Regions from separate parts of the Triticum aestivum genome. Here region 1 is linked to region 2. Evidence: chromatin contacts called from public HiCAR-type data. All regions are on one chromosome and are shown on one strand. Each heading gives the region's core, a stretch centred on a gene start, on an enhancer-like site or on the middle of the called end of the contact. The rest is flanking DNA. Distances are from core to core; before and after follow the strand shown. Region 1 holds the start of LOC123093309 (cyclic dof factor 1). Region 2 holds the start of LOC123093308 (50S ribosomal protein L18).

The links. HiCAR-type assays count read pairs that join an accessible place to other places.
Region 1: a HiCAR-type map of leaf shows a contact between it and region 2, with 7 times the contacts expected there. The contact joins the promoter of LOC123093309 here to the promoter of LOC123093308 in region 2. A contact is called at or near these places in 4 of 5 Hi-C or Micro-C datasets (leaf and an unstated tissue) and 1 of 1 datasets of contacts at active chromatin or transcription factors (leaf).

Annotation. Positions count from the first base shown.
Region 1 is chr4B:569,181,367-569,184,310 of IWGSC CS RefSeq v2.1, forward strand. LOC123093309 (cyclic dof factor 1) reads left to right here and starts at 1,540. Exons shown (of 2, transcript XM_044515235.1): 1 at 1,540-1,943; 2 at 2,694-2,944. The coding sequence starts at 1,839.
Region 2 is chr4B:568,870,958-568,874,380 of IWGSC CS RefSeq v2.1, forward strand. LOC123093308 (50S ribosomal protein L18) reads right to left here and starts at 1,717. Exons shown (of 5, transcript XM_044515233.1): 1 at 1,437-1,717; 2 at 870-1,087; 3 at 653-759; 4 at 407-559; 5 at 1-292. The coding sequence starts at 987. The coding sequence ends at 137.

The DNA.
Region 1 (2,944 bases), core at 290-2,789, 310 kb after region 2:
TCAGCATGCAACACACGATCTAGTCTTAGAGGCGAGACGAGGGAACTATCCGGTGTTTATGTTTCCACACATGCAACTGAGTTTTCCTCCCAACTCATATTCAAGAGCCATTGCAATTATAACACAAAAATATAAACATTAATTACAAATGTGGAAATAATAATACTTTATTATTGCACCTAGGGAATATCTCCAAAAAGTAACTTGATAGGGTGTAGCAATCGCGACGTACACGTGTAAGAAAGGAGTTGCGGAGGTAGGCAAAATTTGTCCTCCACGAACCATGGTTTGGGAAATTCTTTGACTGAATGGGTTATTGTACTCTTCATCTCCTGGTGGCACGTTGATGTGCTCTAGGACATGCCGATTCGCCGAAATCGGCGACGGCACCCCTTCTCCAGATTGTTCTGTTCATCGAGCTACAACTGCTCTTGTTGGGCAGGCTGACTCCGTGTGCGACACAGTAGTTCTTCGTCCCATTTGAGAGCACACAACTACACCCACAACAGGGAAAATGAGTCGGAGAGAGTCCCATTAGTGTATCCACAATTCCTCCCGATCGGTAGATTCGGCGAGGCCGTGATGGTCGATGGGAAGGGTGGTGGTGGTAGTGGTTGATGGCAGTGGTGGAGAGGGGCCTGGACATCCATTCTGAATGGTGGGTTCTAGAGAGAGTAAATGCATAAGTTTGCTCGGTTCCTCAAATTTATGCAGAAGTTAGTTATTTTGGGGGGAGGAAGAATCTTTTGAGTAGTTATCGGAATTTAAGGAAAGGGCTAGAGATGTTTTAAGTTTGCCTTGTGAGCATCCTATAGTTCTAGGCCACACAACAAATATATGTGATTTCAAGTAAATGAACAACCATGGCATGACATAACTTTAAAAACGCCCTCAATCCAAACTGAATCTTAATGTGTAGGGTGTACCAACTTCTCTTTTTTTGCAGGAGGAAATGAGTTTTATTCCACAGTGATAGAGTTACAGTCAAGAGGCAATAGTTTCTCAGTAAAAGGTGCATGAATCTATGCTCCTCATCCATATAATGTAAAAAAAAACATGAACTCCTTGGTGATTATTACTAAGGGAAAAAGTTACCATGTGCTTATTTCTAATGCCAACCCAACTCATCTGCTAAAAGCTTGAAAAGGAGTCTTTTCAACATATTCGGACCGTTGGCACACACAAATTTCAAAACCCATTTCAAACAAGAAACGTACCTCATACCAAACCTCCCATAACGGTCGATCTATGCGCGAGCCTAAACCGTTTCGAAGCGCGCTCCGTATGGGGGGAAATGGCACGCCGATGCTGCCCAAAGAGGAGAGACCGAGGAAGAAGAAGAGACAGGTCATGTTTCACCCAGCAACAAGCAAGCACCAAGGCAGCCGAGGAGGGATGGAAAACAAGACGAATGCAGAGTGTGTTGTGCATGCAGCCTCAGCCAAGCGTTGGGTTGCCACGCAAGGGGTTGAGGGTGACGCCGGGGCAAAAGCGAGATGGTGGAGCGAATCAAAAACCGCACCCCTGAGGCCACAAACCCAACTTGTGGCTCTCTGCCCGCGCCCGTGGGCCCCACCCCCCTTTCTTCCTCCTTAAAACTGGACTATCCCCAATCCCATCCACCCTCAGCAGCTCCAGCAACCCGCGAGCCAAAAATCTCTCCTCCGATCGCGCCATACCTCGCCGCCTACTGCTCGTTGTCCGCGAGCGAGCGTAGCACGGTAGGGAGTAGCTGGCCTGGTCCAAGAAAAATCCAAACACAGAGCAGAGGAGCACACAGCCTCGAGGAAGGAAGAAACAGAGCGGCTTTGCTGCTTGGGAGGTGGCCGGCGAGAGAGATGGGGCAGCTCAGGGCGGCAGCGGGAGCCGGCGGAGACTGCCTGATCAAGCTGTTCGGGAAGACCATCCCCGTGCCGGACGCCGGCGCCGGAGACGTCCACAAGGTTGGTGCTCGTCCACTCCTCCTCCTCCTCCTCCTCCTCCTTTGTGTTCTTGTGTGTCGCTTGGAGGTCAGGTGATCTGGTCTGCCTATAGAATCTCGGGATTGGGAATTTTGATTGGTTTACTGAGCCTAGGAAAAAGAAGAAGTCATTTTTGAAGCCTGTTTTCTTTGGCTTTGGAGTTGATCATGGCGAGGAGTCGTATTTGGTTTACTCATCAGGTGTTAAAGCACGGAGTTCCCTGCCTATTTTGGGAGGTAGCATCATCTGTTAAGCGTTAGGGAGGCAGGTTTAGCTCCCATTAGCAAGAGAATTTCGCCTTTGCTGCTCTCTAATAGCAGCAGTTTTTAGTACTACATACATGATCTAGTTGTCTGAACATCTGGACTTTAGAAAGAAAGGCCTTTGCCTCTTTTAATAGGTCGTTTTCGCGTGCTTCCAAGGATTTTGCTGAAAGCAGCTACTACTATGTGGTGCCGTAACCTACAAGAGCATCAGATGCATCCGACTCTGGTGTAGATCATCCACTGCAAATTAAAGCACCATAGCTTCTTTTCACTAACGGATGAGAATCGAAACATGAATAAACTTTGTCAAATTTTACACTTGGGCATGGGGGAAAGCATGTGCAGTCACAGGTCAATGACCCGGATATTACACCGTGTGTGTGGACCTCTAATTCACGACAAAATTATTGCAAAGTTAGACTACATGTATACAAAGAAACTCATCAGATGTTCTGAATGTTTACAGGACCTTCAGCACAGAGGCAGCACCACGGCTGAACCAAAGGTGCAAGAAATCGCCCCTCAGGACTCCATGGGCTCGCCTCAGCAGCCGGAGGTTGTGGACGTCGAGGATCCATCTGCTGCCAAGAACTCAGCAGCAGATCAACAAGACGAAGAACAGGGGGACACGGCCAACCAGAAGGAGAAGCTCAAGAAGCCTGACAAGATCCTGCCCTGCCCACGCTGTAGCAGCATGGACACCAAGTTCTGCTACTA
Region 2 (3,423 bases), core at 467-2,966:
ACTATGAGCTATGTGAATCATACGTGAAGCAATTCACAGAGTAAACAACTTCCTACAGGCTACACTCCTGCTCTTCACCAAATAGTCTGCTACGTTGAGCAGCTGGTGCAAGCCTCCCAAGGATCTCATAAGTTAGCTATCTGGGCAGGAACCCGTGCTGCGCGACCGGGTCCTCGAACGCCATCATCTTCTCCCCTCGAGCGAACCCGTTGCGGTCGTAGCACGAGACCTCGGAGATGTCCAGCTCCATGCACGCCTTCACCAGCTCTTCCCCGACCCTCCGAGCGGCCTCCTGCTCGCCAACAACAAACAGCTCAAGTTCAGGTGACGCACCGTGCAGGTATTTGCTTCAGATGCAAATGCAATGCGAGTTGGACCGAGGACGAAGAGGGGTGGTCTGGATTACCACGGTGCTGCATCGCGGATCGCCACAGATTTCCTCCTGCAGGGTGCTGGCATAGAAAAGGATCTTCTTGCCATGGTCGTCGACGAGCATGGCATAGAGCTGCCTGTTGGAGCAGAAGACCGACAGCCTGGGCTTGGCCGCCGTGCCATTGTACTGCAGCCAAAGAGAATTCCCTTCAGATTTGCTGGTGGTGTGTGGCTGGAACTTGGAACCCACAACCCAATCCTGAGGTGACCAGCACCGTACCTTTTTCTGCAGCCGGCGGTTCCTGACCTTGGCGTTCTCCTTCCGTGCGCCGTGCCTCGCCGTAGCCTCCATCCTCAGGTACGCTCCGCGCCGGTGTGCCACCACGCCTGCGCGCAGAAAGACAGAGAGGAAGGAGCACATGACACTGGCAGCTAGGCATGAGCCGGTGCATAAGGCACGAAGAGAAGCCGGAAGGCGTTCCGCGGGTGTCGCTCACCTGTGTGGCACGGACGAGGGAACTCAAAGCAATTAGGCCTGAACACCAGGGAGCCGGAGGTGGAGGGACACGGCAATAGTGGCCGGCAGAGGGTGGCGCCTAGCAATGCCATCGCCATAGCAGGAGGAGACCAGCTCGGCCACGGCAATTTGTCGAACAGGTCGCGCGCGAGGTGCCACGGCCCAGTCCCGCTAGCCGGTGGCCACAGGATTCACACCCTGTGGATTTTCAGAGTAGAAGAACAATTCAGTGCAAAACACCTAGTGGTGGCACCGGCACCCTGTGAATTTTCCTCTGATGAACACCGACAGAGTTAGCTAGTTCCTGTCAAGGAGTAGTAGAAAAACAAGCCCAGTGCAAACACATGGCATTTGACCAATGAACAGACACAAAATTCAGGCACACTGACTGGACTATGCGTTGAACTCAGAGTTGGGGGTTTCGATTGGTCACGATTCTAGACTCTAGAGTGAGCGTTTGTTTCTCATCAGACAGATTTTTTTTTCTCGAATAACCATCAGACAGAGACATGCCTAGTTGGAGTCTAAGGATTCATATCGAACTCACTTTGTTGGTCGCTGCGTCAGAGCTCCCGTCCTGCTGCAGCGCCGGGTGGCGGATGCCGCAGCCTGCCGGCCGCCGCGAGGTCCGAAGTCGCCGCCTCGCCGCGAGCTCCTGTCCCGCTATGCTGTCGACGAATCCGCCGCCGCGAGGCCACCGTCAGGAGGGCGTGTCGCTGCTTGCGCCGTCTCGCCGTCGGCCACCGCACGCTGCGCGCCTCATCCAAAATCCGGACTCCTCCAGGGTACGGGTTTTTTCTTTGAGAGAGAACTCCTCCAAGGTACGCGAAAAACAGAGCAACGTGCAACGTTTACAAGGCCCAACTGGGCTAAGAGCCTGAGACCACTTGGGCTCCAGGACTTGGAAGAAAAGGCCCATCAAGCCTACAGAGCGCACGAGAGAGGCCGCAGCCCTCCATCCAAAAAACGAAAAGAGAGAGTCTGGCCGCTAATCACGCCACCCACCAGCGGAAACCGCCAAAACCTTTTGCTTTCGGAGGAGCAAAAAAATCTAGCCGGTTTCCTCCGGTCTTATCTCGTAACCCTTGGATTTATCTGCGCTTCCACTTTTTCCATTTAATAAATATAATCTTTCATTCATCAAGAGAAAAAAAAAACTTTTCATTCAGACCGCTATGACTATGAGTGATCGACACCTGTTCTTTTCCTTACGTCCCCAGCATCACTTTCGACCCACCTGCGTCGGATCGGATTGACCTCTCCCCGCAGATGCTTGCACTGCAGCCCGGTGCTCCTGTCGTCACTTTCTCCTTTTCTTTTCCCCACGAGAGTGAAGAAAAGGAGGTAAAAAGATGCAGAAAGGGCCGACCAATGGGTCATCTGACGTGACCTCGCGCCACGGTACCAGCCATGCAGTTTCTCTGGCAGGTGGGCCCGTCCCGGGGCTCCGGGTGCACGTACGCGGACGTTGAAAACTCTCACGCCCTCTCGTTCTTCCACCTGTGATTGCTCGCAAGAAGAAAACGCCATTGCTGGATAATATTTTGTATTGGCGCTCCTACCACACATCCCTTCGTTTTCTCAAGATGATCTTGGATACTTCGTCTCTTCTGAAATTTTGGATCCAGGACCCAAGGTGTTGGTCAACGTTCGAAAATTATATACTCACTTCATTTCTAAATGTAAGTATTTTTTTAAAAAAAATTGCATGGTAATACGTGCCTTATTTATAGAATAGATATCAAGTTACAAGACATGTAAGCATCGATCTTATAGGACTAAAAGTCTTTTTAGAGATTTAATATGGACTACATATGAAGTAAAATGAGTGGATCTACATTCTAAAATAAGTATATATATATATATATATATATATATATATATATATTTATATTGAAATCTCAAAAAAGATTTATATTTAAAAACAAATGGATTAACATATACTCCCTCCGTCCCATGATATAAGACGTTATGTATTTGGATGTAGTAACGTCTTATATTATGGGACCGACTAAATATGTTTTTGCATCATTGCATGCAAATATAATGTAGTCTACACTAGCAGCTAGATCTGGAATATACCCCCTATTATTCTCCTTTTGCAAAAATAAAAATAAAATAAATCCCAAGGCAGCATGGGAATGGATTGAGCTTTCAAACATGCAGCACAATTGGCAGTATTATGGCTACCAGATTTTTTGACGAAACAATATGAGATACTACACCAGATCGATATTGATAATACTAATAAAGAGATACTCCCTTCGTTCCAAATTAGATGACTCAACTTTGTACTAACTTTAGTACAAAGTTAGTACAAAGTGTGGGTCATCTATTTTGAAACGGAGGGAGTAGCTTTGAACGAGCGCCGCTAGGATATGAGCACCCATGCCCCCACACGTGCGTGGGCCCGGCCCTCTCTAGTGTTCGGTATTTAGATTTGTTTGATTTGATAGATATGGCAGCTACTTTTCAACCACAAAAAAGATTCACTACAAAAAAGAGGGCGTAAAGTAAACAAGAGAACATCACCT